4 separate regions of the Mus musculus genome follow, and all the other regions are linked to region 1. Evidence: chromatin contacts called from public targeted proximity ligation data. All regions are on one chromosome and are shown on one strand. The core of a region is the stretch at or near the end of the contact, and the rest is flanking DNA. Distances in the headings are between cores, read along the strand shown.

Region 1 (3,372 bases), core at 524-3,023:
TATTTAAGCATTAATTAGAAAATCAAGAGAACATCTGCCATCTAATGAACAACTAATACTTTTGGAAATTAAAACAGTATTCGTTTAGTGTTTAATGCCCTGGTTATAATTATTTTTGTATTAGAAGTTTGGCTTGTTTTCATCCTTTTTTCTCTCTCATTGATATTGAGTTATCAATATTGATATTGAGTTATTCTTGCTATGAGGGAAAAAAACCAACAAAAACAAAAATATGTAAATGAAAGTCAGGTAAACAAGCAGTTAGAATCTGTTAGAATGTTCTGGAGCAGCCACGCTGGCTCGAGCTGCAGCACTGGAGCCCAGCCCACCATTCTTTGGAATTCAAGTGTTGCTGCTCTGTTCTGGGGAAGCCTTTGGCCAAAAGAGCTGATATACAACTCTCAGGCCTAGAGCTCTGTGTTCTAGCTGCTATTAGTTCCTCCCAGTTGTTTGGAATAATTCTATTTGAGTAGCTCAGTTATTTAAATTCTCTCTTACATAGGATGAATCATTTTATATGATACCACAGCTTTTTAAACTGGCTTCAGATTTGTCACATCTGTTGGTTCCCAACTAATAACTACTGTCCCTTTTCTTTCAGGAAGAGCCTTTTTCCTTCCTCTATTTCTACCAAGAAGAAGCTTTTTCTCTGCTTTTATGTTTTTTTTTTTGTTTTTGGAGCTTCTCTATTTGCAGGCCTTGAGTAAACATTTCCCCTTTTGATTTATTCTTGTCTCAGGAGCCTTCCTATTTGTATCTGCAATATTTGCCATAAATGTGCAGTTAATGCTTTTCTTTTTAACTAGCATTTTAACAACTCTACGGATCTCATAACTCATGCTGCTTGTGAAATGGGGATTCCCCATGACCCTGCCCAATCCTGGACTACCACTTACTCTTTGAGAGTACTTTTTTGTTGTTGTTGGTGGTGGTGGTGGTTTTTTTCTTTTTTCTTTTTTTCCAAGACAGGGTTACTCTCTGTATAGCCCTGGCTGTCCTGGAACTCACTTTGTAGACCAGGCTGGCCTCGAACTCAGAAATCTACCTGCCTCTGCCTACAAGTGCTGGGATTAAAGGCATGCACCACTATGCCCAGCTTTATCTCCAGTCCTGAATTGTCAGGACCCCCTTTTTCACCCACAACATTGGGTGTCAAATATCATTGTTCTAGGTTGTGCCAGACAGTCGACCAGTCAAAAAAAGAGACAATGTAGCTCTTTGCAGTAGGTAGATCAGCCTCTGAGGAACTCAAATTGATGAGCCTTTTCACTGTTACACAAAGGGTACTTTTAGCAAGTCAATTTACACATTCTGAAACCTGATCTGGTTGCTGCCTAAAGGAACCTTTCCCTAAGCAATTCTCAGCTATAGGAGACTTCTTGGTTTGCCAGGTATGTCTTGGGATTGAGATTTGCAAAGGCTCTGTGAATCCTTCAGAAGAGCAACTCCATAAACCTCAGATAACAATCACTGACTATTTACAAAAGACTACTGCAAAGTGTAGGGCCTTTACTTCAGGATTCATGCTAGATTCAATCTTTCCCCAAATCGTTCCACTGGCAGGATTCCAAGCATTCAAGTATATGAGCCTATGCAGAACATTCTCATTCAAACAACCAAAACAGATAGTCTATGGTAAAAGTGTGTGCTTTCATTGTGTTCTGACTTTCATTTGTACCTACTGAATTGACTGCACTACTGTGAAGCAGTTATGCCCAATTGATAGTGTAGGTTTCAACTGTTTCTTTAATCTGCTTCCCTCTAATTGCGGAAGCACTCTCTTCATGCTTGTCCTTTCAGTCGACCCAGCTCTTCCAGAGTGACTACAGGTTCTCATCCCATATTGAGACTCTGGCAGTCTCAATTCATGGAGTGTGAGACTTGACCTGTAGATGCTACCAGGACAGTCTGTAGCCCTCTGGGGCGCTAATATTTGGTACTCCCTGAAGAAGAAAACACAACCCGAGTGAAGAGTAAATAAAGCAAGAGAATTCTCATCTCTCAGCCAAGTCCTGCTGAATTCTTGGAATATCCTGACTGAGAACGATGTCTTTATTTACCTGAGAAGTTGATCCACACCTGTGGGGAACTCTTGATTCCGCCTTCTAGGAATTTGGAAGGAATTTGACATTGGGCTAGGACAAGGAAGTAGGCTCAAGGTGAATAAGGTTGAGGAATGTGTTCTTTCTATCTTGATGGGTCTTGTTAAGACCCTAAATACAGTAATCAAGGGATCTTTGTTTATGCTTTCTGTGTTCTTTAACTACTTGGTTTATGCCTTAGGACTGATTATCTTCTTTGTATGTACCTAGAATGATATAAAAGCAGACAAAAAACAAAAGCCTCTTCAGCTTCAGAACTGGCTGGGGTCCTGTTATAGTGTTGTCTAATTGTCTTTTTCTTTTGAATCCTCCCTCCCTCCCTCCCTGTCGAATCTATTGACTTACTGAGTTATCTTGGTCACACATCAGATAATTTATGCTAACAATGTGATTTACAATGGTTGAACCCTGTTTTCTATCGCAGAAGACCCTGAGCTATCCTAGATTACTTTGACCTGTAGGGTGGAGCTGAAATTGGTGACTGGAGATTAGTCACCTAAATCTCTATGAATGACTCCAGTAAAAAGTCTAGATGCCTAGTTTCAGGTAAGATTCTCTGCCCAACTACATTGCCCGTGTGTTGTCACACAGTCACAGTAGGAGAATGAAGCACGGACTGTGTGTTCTCCCAGGGAGAACAGAGCTGGCTTCTTACCTGCATTTTGCTGATTTTAATAGTCTGTGTCCTTACACTGTAGTCACGATGATTAAGCCAGCAGCGCTGAGCTCTGTGGATCCTCAAAGGTAACTGTCAAACTTAAAATTGTTGCTGGGAATTCCTGACATAATATTCCTTTTAATTCTGTTCAGCTCTACACCTATTTTTGAATGTGGGCTTTGGAGTTGTGCCCATTCACTAGATGAGCGTGCAAAATACAGCTTTGGGTGGTGGTTCTTCAGTTGAATGGTCTATTCACTAGGTATTCTTGTTCTTATTCTCATAGTTTAATGTGCTTGCTAGCTCACATACAACCACTTAAACTTACTTATTTGTTTGTTTATTTATTTACTTATTTTGCCCTAACTACAATTACTGTCACAAATAAATATTTCTTTTACATTTTGTTTTTGGTTTTGCATATTTTTCAAACAATCTTATAATTGATTGTTGGTTACTTTACTCTGGTGAAATTTTTTTTCTCCTGTTGTGTGTGTGTGTGTATATTTAAATATAATTTGTTTATTCTTCAGTATTTTGCATCGTATTCTAGTTTCAATACCAATGCCCTACATTATGTAACTATTCTCTTGATTTTTGATCACTTTTATT
Region 2 (3,372 bases), core at 488-2,987, 230 kb before region 1:
AGCTTCCCTGCCAGGCATTCCAGAGCCCAATCCTCCCGCCTCCTCTCTCCATCTGCTCTGGCCTGTTGCTTCAGTGCTTGGAGTGTACAAGCAGAGGCATCTGCGGATGCCACCACATCCAGGATGCTCCAGTCCTGGAACCCATGCTCCACTCTCTCCCAGTATTGTCCCAGCCCTTTCATACAATAGACAGTAATTGGAGACTGGGGATCCCTTTGCCTCCCCAAGTCTCTTACCCAGGAGCTGACAGTGGGAAGGCTGGGTCCCTAGAAGAGGGCCATATAGACATTAAAGTTGAAAGGGGGTGGGGGGTGGGGGCAAGTGTATGTTAGGCCCAAAGGTGCCTGAGGCAAAGCAGGGTGAACTGAGGTGTGAGCAAGTGTGAGCAGGTGTGAGCCAAGAGGTTCAAGTAATGTCTTGCTGAAGAGTCAGCATTTCTTGGGGGGTGGGAGGCGGTTTGCAAAACCCTAGAGTTCTTGCACAAACGGCTACTAGGGGCTGATGGGGGCATAAAGGGGTTCTCCTGCAGCTAGGCTGAGGCTGGGTTGTATAATCAAGACTCTTTAAACTACTTGCAAGGACATTTACTTGGAGGTGGTCTTGGAATCCTGTGAGGACCTAGGGAAGAGAAGCACCTGCCCTCAACACCTATAGCTGATACCAGTGAGCAAAGCTGGCCACTGGGTGGATCACAGCGGACCCACGAGGCGGGAGCTCCTGGGACAGACAAGAGATGTGAATGGCTCACCCGTGTCTTGGCGGAACTGGTTCATGGACTGCAGGTCGATGATGTAGGGCGCGAGCCGGCTGTCCACCTGGCCCAACACCACGCTGCCCCCGGCGCGGGGACCAGCGCGCACCACCGCCTCGATGTGGTGACTCACGGCTGGGCTGTAGGGACGCCAGCGGCCGTGTTCGTTCAGCCATTCCCACACCACCACTGCCGAGGCCAGGAGCATGGCGAGCCCGGGGTTGCGGCGCGGTGCTGCCCACCTCCCGGGCCCGGCCTTCTGCGCTTCCTCCGGCGCCGCCGCCTCCGGGTCTCAACCGCGCCCCCCGGTCTGCGCCCCACCGCTGCGGGAAGCCTCAGCTGCGGCCCATGGGGGAGTCCGCAGCCGCGTAGGCACTGGGACACGGACCCCGGAGCTGCCCGTCTCCGACTGCGCTCCGCCGGGCTCCGCCGCCTCTGCCGCTGCTCCGAGGGGTCCAGCGGCTTCATGCAAAGGCCCGGCCCTGCGCACTCGCCGCCCCGCCTTGCAAAGCCACCCGGGGGCGCGCGGCCCGAGCGCGACGCTGCACCCGCCTCGCACCAGTTGCGCCTCGGGCTCCGCGGGCGCCCGCGTGGATCGCGCCGCACGGTCACGCCCTCCGCCCTCTCTCCGCTTCGAGTAAGCCGACCGCGGTGGCACAGCTCCCCCTCCCTGCGGCTCGGCTCAGTGGCCTCCAGGAGGAGTCGCCCCTCCCGGGCAGAGCGCCAAGGCGAGCTCGCGCCCGCGGAGGCTTCCCTGGTCCCCCAGTCTCGAGAGCACGCGCGCCATCCCGGTCCCAGCTGCCACTGCCAGGACCCAACTTTGCAGCCTGTTCAAATATGGAACTGTCTGTCTGTCTGTTTTCAGCTCAGCACCGGCCGTGTCCGCGGCGTGAGCTCAGAGGCTCGCATCTCCCTACAGCTCGTGCATGCATACGCATTCTCTCTCTCTCTCTCTCTCTCTCTCTCTCTCTCTCTCTCTCTCTCTCTGTCACACACACATACATCCACACCCACACACGCACGCAACACCCCCCACCCACACACACACACACACAGGAATTGCCCCACGCTCTCCTTGTTCTGTCCGTTATTACCTCATCCTCGTCTGCACCGTTCCCTAGCTGTCCATCAAAGATGCAAAAGCCACGCCCCATGGCCACTAGCACCAGCGATCTAGAGCTTCCATGCCCCCTGCTGGTCCAAATCCTCAAGTGCAGGTCAAAGGCCACACACTTGTGACCATCGAGAGCCAGTGCCAAGGGTTCCCTGCGTTTACATAGAGAGAAAAGAAGTTCTTGCTGTCCAATTTTTCTGTTAGAAGACACAAGGTAGACTAATTCATCCTGCAGTGTCTATGTAAATAAAACCATGAGACAGCAGAACAAACGCAAGCTAGACTCGCTCATTTTGATCATCAATGGCTAAAGAGGAAAGTAATATAAAGTGGGTTCTGACTAAGGGGATTGAAGCCTGTATTGCACATTATTGCTTGGCATGGTACATCACACGGGCAACTTCCACACTTGAGAAGCAAGAAGATGGAGAATTTCATGCCACATATCCAGACCAGGTCTCCAAACGAATTAAGTTAGACATTTTAAAGAGAATTATGTATTAACCTTGTCAGAAAACACACACTTTGTTTCTCCGTGGGTGGAACTGCACAATGAATCCGTTCTGACAAAGTGAAGCTGGAATTTGGAGCAATCTTATATTGGTAATGAGATTGTTAATCTTTTTTGGAATGGCTTTTCCATAGTTTCATGTGCTCCTTTTATATTTGAGGAGACAAACAGAAAACCGCTCCTAAGCAGATAAACTAGAAATTTCCAGATAGAGGAAACTTAAACTGGGGAAAGGTGTGGGTGGGTATTAAGAAATATTTAACTGTCTGCTTGCAGGACAAACAGGAAGTAGAAAGAACTAACGTTTACTTTCTGACCATTCTCTTTTGCACTCCGTCTTCTTGTGTCTACCACGATAACACGGCAGGGTAGTATAGTAGAAGTGAAATGAATGACAACACAGGAAAACATTTGCGCCTGGGTAACTTGTTAGAGAGAGTGAATATATAGTAATTAGTTGTGAGTCTGAACAGGTGAGAGGGTGCGCCAGAGAACCTGACAGCTTCTGGAACAGGCAGAAGCACAGAGGCGCTGAGGCAGCACCCTGTGTGGGCCGGGGACAGCTGGCCACCTTCCGGACCGGAGGACAGGTGCCCACCCGGCAGGGGAGGCGGCCTAAGCCACAGCAGCAGCGGTCGCCATCTTGGTCCTGGGACTCCAAGGAACTTAGGAATTTAGTCTGCTTAGGTGAGAGTCTGTACCACCTGGGAACTGCCAAAGCAACACAGTGTCTGAGAAAGGTCCTGTTTTGGGCCTTCTTCTTCGGCCAGGAGGAGGTCCAAATACAAGATATCTGCGCACCTTCCCTGTAAGAGAGCTTGCCAGCAGAGAGTGCTCTGAGCACTGAAACTCAGAGGAGAGAATCTGTCTCCCAGGTCTGCTGATAGACGGTAACAGAATCACCAGAAGAACAATCTCTAAACAGAGTCAACTATAACTACTAACTCCAGAGATTACCAGATGGCGAAAGGTAAACGGAGGAATCTTACTAACAGG
Region 3 (3,372 bases), core at 600-3,099, 160 kb before region 1:
AAAACGTAAACAGTCTTCAGATGGCTCCCATTTGACTCTCTGTATGAGTTACATAATATCATGAAGAAACTATCCAGGAGTGAATATTGTACAAATTCCCTTCTTAGCAGACAATGTTTTTAAAATCATCTCACTTCTTCTGAACATAAAATATACCCTAGAAAGAACCACGCCACAGCTGTGCTAGCACATGCATGTGAAAATCATCTGGTAGGCCACAGGAAGTCTTGAGTTTTGTCACAAATGTGTAAAATCTAGTCTAGAGGGAGACTGTGGGACTGAGTAATGATGTAAACTGACTTACATTGTTAAAAACCATTCTAGAATCTATGTGAACTACAAACTCTGGGGTGTGGTAGATGTGGAAAAGAGCATATAGCTAGATATATGTTTTAGGTTTTCAGAGATGTTTGGGTTCTCCAAGGTGGTAGCAATAGTTGTAATCTGCTCAGTCTCTGTGAGCTGCTATGGAAACAGGTTAGTTGATTCTGTGGGTTTTCTTGTGGTATGCTTGACCCCTCTGACTCCTACCATCTTCCTCCCTTTCTTCTGCAGGATTGCCCAAGCTCTTCCTAATGTTTGGCTGTGGGTTTCTGCATCTGTGTTTCCATTCATTGCTGGGTAAAGCCTTTCTGCTAATGATTATGTTAGGCGTCTGTCTGCAAGTATGAATGAATATCTTTAGTAGTGTCAGGGGTTGGCTTCCTCACATGATATGGGTCTCAAGATGGACCAGTCATCCCTGGCCACCTCCACAATTTCTGCACCACTTTTCCCCAGACTATCTTGTAGGCAGGACAATTTGTAGGTAGAATGCTTTGTGGCTGGGTTAGTGTCCCAAACTGTTCATTGGAAATCTTGTCCAGTTATAGAAGATTACTGGTTCAGGCTCTGTATCCCCCATTGCTGGGGTCACCCTTATAGATTCCTGGGACTTTCCACTGCCCTAGTTCTTTAGCCATGCCCTAAGCATCCTCCTTCTTGCCCCATAACAGTTGTGTCTCCCAGTAATCTCTTCCCACTCCCTGCCTGGCTCCCTCCCTCCTCTTCCTCCTTTTTAATCACAGCTCATATTTCTGGAGTGGACACTCTCTTTATGAGTAGAAAATATTTACTCCCAATGATGCACATCTGGAAAAAAATCAATTTATTAGGTCATCGAGATGACTCAGCATCTGCTGCCAAGTCTGACTGAGTTTGATCCACTAGACTCACATGGTAGGAAAGAGCCTGAATTCCTGAAAGTTGTGACATGTGGCATACACACACATACACATATTACACACAAATAATAAATTTAATACATTTTTGAAAAATGAGTCTTTGACAAGGATTTGCAGCTTCTTTCTGATTTGTTCAAGTACTGAAGCTGGTCTGCTGTGGGGATGTTACCCCCTAGAAAGGCCCTGAGTCCTCCAGCCTTCCTCCTCCTAGCTCATTCTCTTCCTGCCTGCAGCCAGAAAGCATGTCACTAACCTGCTGCCCTGGTCTCTCTTGCTATTTGGAAGAAAATCCCTGGACCTGCCTGAAACCAGGAGGGAACCCAGATCTAGTCCTGGCTCCTCAGCTTCCCACTGAGTCCAGTTAGCATACCTCATTTGACTAGGCTCTAAAAGGAGATCCCTGGAGAGTAGAGGACCACACCCACTCGATTGGCGGGCTTCCTTGACTAGGCGGCCCTTAGAGACCAGGGCGGATGCACACTGCGCTTGCTCTGGTCCAGTCCCGCGCTCTGAATGCAGCCAATGGACTGAAGCACAGCTGGTTGCTGTTCAGAGAAAGGACCAATCCGCAGTCTCTCCACCCTCTGAACAAAGACGTCAAATGACAGTCTGGTTCTGTTTTTTCTAAAAGACCCGGGATTCCAGCGGCTGGAGCGAAGCTGCCATAGAGTGGAAAGATCCAGTAAGTAAAAAGCCACTTTAAGATTAATTTCTTCATGTCAGAATGTGGTGTGCAGCAAATATTCACCAATATATTTAGCAAGTCTATTTCATCTTGGAATAAAAATACACAAGTGACAAATACTGATTTCTTTCTCAGGCTTGCCTAGCAGGTGGAGTGGAAGCTATCCATATTCGAATAGGTGGTTACTACATTAACCTGATTTGTCTGCTGTTTCCATCAACATAACCCAGTATGTTCTGCTGAGGACTAGAAAATACCAGTCATCTTTAGTGTTCTTTAAGGGCACTGTGACGGTTTCCTCCCAAAAGCAGACTTAATGCTAGATGTTGGGTTCAAGTGTAGCTGGTCCTAGCTGTGAGCCAGGGAAGGTGGCAGGTCCATAAACAAACTGTGCTACTCTGAAATGAAGAGTGGGTGAAATCTCAGGCACACTGGTGGCATGGGGGAACTTCTAGCGCTGGAAAGCCCTTGGGACAGAGGCAGAAGGGCTAACCCATCTGAAGGACCCAGGGAGCCCAGGGTTGTTTTCAGCATTCTAGCCTCAGCGTGCTGGTATTGATGATGTGGTAGTGTAGGAAGAGGCAGGCTTAGATCAGCTCTGGTCTTTGCCTCTGGAAAGCCTTTCTGAGAGAAAAGTAAGTAGGCAAGAATGTGCACATGGCTAGCCAGAAAATAAGCGCCTTTAAGAGAGGGGGAAGTGAAGGTGGGGGAGGGAGACAAGGGGCTGGAGAGGAAGTTATTAGGCAATAGGGAGGGACGGATGTGGCTCAGAAGCCAGAAAGAGGCTTAAAGGGGCTTGGTGGGGCAGGGCGTTATTCAGAAATAGGGAGAGTGAGAAAGGCCAGGGGAAAGAAAAAGGGGGCAAGAGAAAGGGGAAGAAGATGGAGAAAGCAATTCCAGGAAACTGTTAGGGAGACCGAGGATGGGACTTGGTACAGGCCATATTGGTTTATTGCTCTACTAAAGAAAGATAGTACATGTAAGTACTTTGTCTTCTCAAATTATAATGTGGTATACTCGGAGGAATTTGTATTCACATCATTCTAACTGAAAAAGCAAGGAGGAGTGGAGGCAGGAGGGGATCATATGCCGGGCATGGTGGCGCACACCTTTCATCCCAGCACTGGGGAGGCAGAGGCAGGCAGATTTTTGAGTTTGAGGCCAGCCTGGTCTACAAAGTGAGTTTCAGGATCCCCAGAGCTATACAGAGAAACCCTGTCTCGAAAAACAAACAAACAAACAAACAAACAAACAAACAAACGAAGGAGGGGATCATACAATGAACTTCCAAATACCTATCATATAGCAAATAATTCTGTATTAGAGGATATTTCCACCATTTTTTTTTGAGACAAAGTCTCATTTAACTCAGGCTGGCTGTGGACATTTTAACCTGATCCTCCTCCACATTCTAATAAAATATGACCCAGCATGAATACCGAAAATCGTTTGTGTGGGGGTAGA
Region 4 (3,372 bases), core at 450-2,949, 140 kb before region 1:
TGCTGATGAGGACGACAACGACGACGACGATGGTGATGGTGATGGATATGAGGAGACTAGATGTTGAGTACATTGCTTGGTCAAAGGGAGAAACGGCACAACCACACTAGAAGACTGGCTCCAAATCAATGGCTGGGGAGCTCCTAGATCCTAGAGTAGAAGATGCCACTGCTAATTCCTAAACAGTCTTGTGTCAAAATTCCTTCTCAATATTTATGTTTATGTCCATAGGCCTAGGCAGAAGCTTTCTTTAAAATATGGGTATTATTCAACACAGAGACTCATACTTACTTGTTCAAAGTGTTGAGAATAATACAGAGTTCTCAGCCCTAAATGGGACGTCTGTATTAACCCCTTATCAAGTTCTGGACAGTAACCAAGAGCCGTGGAATAGCCTGTAATGCTTTGAGGGGTTGTGTGGGGCAGCTTTAAAAGGTAACCCACACCTGGCCCCACACCTGGCACTAGGCTTTTTATTTGATAGTCATTAGTGTCTGGGGGTAGTTCTAATTAAACCCATTTTATGTATGTACATATACAACATCCAATGGGTACAGAGTATAAGAGTCTATTTCTTTGTTTCATATTGACTTTCAAAAGGCAGTACAATATTTCAGCCTGCTCTGATTTCTACATAGACAGCATAAAGTTTATACCATAAACGCATGCATCCCTTGGCACTGACTTTCAGTGGTCACAACTGTGACGTTTGACCAGCAGAGAGCATGAAAGCTCTAAGATGCTGGTGCAAACTGACAGAGGGCGTGGCTTCTGCATATCTGACACACCTCCAGGATTCAGGCCTGGATGAGGTAATAGCAGGCCAGAAGAAGAAGGCGTGGGGCTGAGCGTGCGTGTGTTCGTCAGTGTGTGTATGTCAGTGCGAGCAAAAGCCCTGGTGAGACTCAAGTGTAGGAGCTCTGGCCGCGGATACAGCCAGCGCTGAGCTGAAAACAGACAGGAAGTTAGTGGCTGCAAACCTCAGTCCCCGCGTTGGCCCCTGGGACCGGGATGGCAAGCGAGCTTTTGGACACCCGGGGACCCGGGAAGTATCCGCGGGCGTGAGCTCACCTTGGCGTTCTTCCGGGGAGGGGAGACACCTGGAAGCCTCTGAGCGGAGCCCCAGGGAGGGAGCTGTGCCACCGCCGTTGCCTGGCTCCCAGCGGAGAGAGGACGGAGGGCGTGACCATGCAACTCCAGCGAGGCTCAACTGGTGCGAGGCGGGTGCTGCGTCGCGCTTGGGCCGTGCGCCCTGGGTGGCTTTGCAAGGCGGGCGGCGAATGTGCAGGGTCAGGTTTTTTGCATGAAGCCGCTGGACCCCTCGGAGCAGCGGCAGCGACAGGGGCGGTGGAGCACAGTTGGAGGCGGGCAGCTACGGGTCCGCGTCCCGGTGCCTAAGCGACTGCAGACTCCCCCATGAACCACAGCTGAGGCTTCCCGGGAGGCGGTGGCGCCCGAGGCCGGGTGTGCAAGGACGGGGAAGGGAGCATCTCAGGGCACTTCATGCTCCAGACCTCAGCCTTGGACCCTAGTGGTGTAGGAATGGCTGACCGATCATGGCGGCTGGTGTCCCTACAGCCCTGCTGTGAAACACCACTTCAAGGCGGTGCTGCGCTGGTCCACGCGCGGGGCCAGCGTGGTGTTGGGCTAGGTGGAGAGACAGATTGCCCCCTACATCATCGACCTGCAGTCCATGAACCAGTTCCGCCAAGACACGGGTGAGCCATCCAAATCCCTGGTCTGTCCACTGACTCACCCAGTGACTAGCTTTGCTTACTGATGTCCTCACGTGATAGGTGTTGAGGGCAGGTGTTTCCCTTCCTTAGATCCTCACAGGATTCCAAGACCACCTTCAAGTATTTGTCCTGGCAAGTAGTTTAAATTGTCTTGATTATACAAACCCAGCTTCGGCCTAGCTGCAGGAGACCCCTTTATGCCCCCATCGCCACCCCCAGCCCCTACTGGCCCTTAGTGCAGGAATTCTAGGACTTTGCAGTTCCCAAGGAATGCGGGGTCTTCAGCAAGATACTGCTGGAGCCCTTTTACTGCTCACACCTCAGCTGACTTTGCTTTGCCTCAAGCACCTTTGGGGCTGCCGTACACCTCCCCCTCCCTTCAACCTGGCTGAATCTGGCCCTCTTCTATGGACCCCCCCTTCCCACTGACAACTCCTGGATGTAAGATTTGGGAAGCCGTAGGGTTCCTCAGTGTCTAGTTACAGTCTAGTGTGTGAAAAGTGCTGGAAAATTACTGGGAAGAGAGATTGGAGCCAGGGATTCCAGAGCTGGAGCATCTGGATGTGGTGGAGAGAAGAACCGGAGGACTGGGCTCCGGAATGCCTGGCAGAGAGGCTCCTCCCTTTGTCCACAGAGGACAGGACAGAGTGAACATTCTGCAACATTCTCCAACAGCCTGCAGAGTGGAGAATGTCTTTGCCAGCTATGCCTCAGACAGGGGCTGGGCGTCTAGAATATATAAAGAACTGCAGTAATTAAACTTCAAAATAGCTAGTCAATAAATCAGCCAATGAATGGAAGATACCGTTCGCAAAAGTAGGACCACATATGGACACCAGAGATTAAAAAGGCGTTCAGCATTCTTAGTTACCAGCTGAGTGAAAATTGAAGCTACGTTTTGGATTCCATCTTCCCCTAGTGACAATTACTAAGATAAAGAAAAGAGACAGCAGTGCTGTTGAGGTAATGTAACCTAGTACAGCCATTATATAAATTAGTATACATTTCTAAAAATTAAAAAAACAGAACTTCCCTATGATCCAGATATACTTCTGAGTGTGTGAGTGTGTGTATGTGTGTGTGTGTGAGTGTGTGTGTGTGTGTGTGTGTGTATTCTACCACAGAGATACCTGCACATCCACATTTATTGGTTTTCTATTCAAAATAGCAAAGAAATGGAACCAGCCCAAATGGAGCCAACAGATGAATGGATAAGGAAAACGTGGCACATATATAAATGGTATTTATTCAGCTGTAAAGAAAAATGAAATCACATAACTTACAGAAAAATGAATGAATATGGGAATTAGAAAAAAAAACCCTCCAGATTTAGACAGACAGCACATCTCTCACATGTGGAGCCTAGCCTATAAAGTCTGTCTGTCTGTCTGTCTGTCTGTCTGTCTGTCGTATGTAAGTTGGGGTGAATTCCTTGACTGTAGGCTCTGGAATCAGAAAAGAGTGCACAAAGAGGGAAAGAAAGTGTTGCAGAAGTAGAGGAAGGGCACAGGGAGGTGAATGTGGAGATGGAGGATGTGTGTAAGGTACAGTGGGGAGGGGGTGAGGGTATGGGGGGTGAGAAAGGTGAGGTGATTCAACAAAATAAATTTTGTCTGAAACTGGCACAATAAAACCT

Evidence for each region.
Region 2: a contact with region 1 is called in a targeted proximity ligation map of embryonic stem cells, with 6 read pairs. A contact is called at or near these places in 6 of 39 promoter capture datasets (the HPC-7 cell line, embryonic stem cells and liver), 1 of 484 Hi-C or Micro-C datasets (embryonic stem cells), 5 of 130 datasets of targeted methods (bone marrow-derived macrophages and embryonic stem cells) and 1 of 9 other capture datasets (pancreatic islet).
Region 3: a targeted proximity ligation map of embryonic stem cells shows a contact between it and region 1, with 6 read pairs. A contact is called at or near these places in 2 of 39 promoter capture datasets (both in liver), 1 of 484 Hi-C or Micro-C datasets (embryonic stem cells), 4 of 130 datasets of targeted methods (the NIH/3T3 cell line, bone marrow-derived macrophages and embryonic stem cells) and 2 of 9 other capture datasets (adipose tissue and liver).
Region 4: a targeted proximity ligation map of embryonic stem cells shows a contact between it and region 1, with 9 read pairs. A contact is called at or near these places in 8 of 39 promoter capture datasets (the 3T3-L1 cell line, the C10 cell line, the HPC-7 cell line and 4 more), 9 of 484 Hi-C or Micro-C datasets (the C10 cell line, Th2 cells, bone marrow-derived macrophages and 4 more), 6 of 130 datasets of targeted methods (the NIH/3T3 cell line, bone marrow-derived macrophages, embryonic stem cells and 2 more) and 4 of 9 other capture datasets (adipose tissue, liver, macrophages and 1 more).

The regions. Positions count from the first base shown.
Region 1 is chr19:12,729,973-12,733,344 of GRCm38.p6, forward strand. No RefSeq gene overlaps it. Among named protein-coding and RNA genes, the nearest start is that of Cntf, 34 kb to the right of the region's middle.
Region 2 is chr19:12,500,259-12,503,630 of GRCm38.p6, forward strand. Dtx4 (deltex 4, E3 ubiquitin ligase) reads right to left here and starts at 1,738. Exons shown (of 9, transcript NM_172442.3): 1 at 749-1,738. The coding sequence starts at 959.
Region 3 is chr19:12,571,676-12,575,047 of GRCm38.p6, forward strand. It overlaps Fam111a (family with sequence similarity 111, member A), which reads left to right and starts at 1,850. Exons shown (of 4, transcript NM_026640.2): 1 at 1,850-1,905.
Region 4 is chr19:12,594,867-12,598,238 of GRCm38.p6, forward strand. A330040F15Rik (RIKEN cDNA A330040F15 gene) reads right to left here and starts at 1,700. Exons shown (of 2, transcript NR_015503.1): 1 at 1,072-1,700.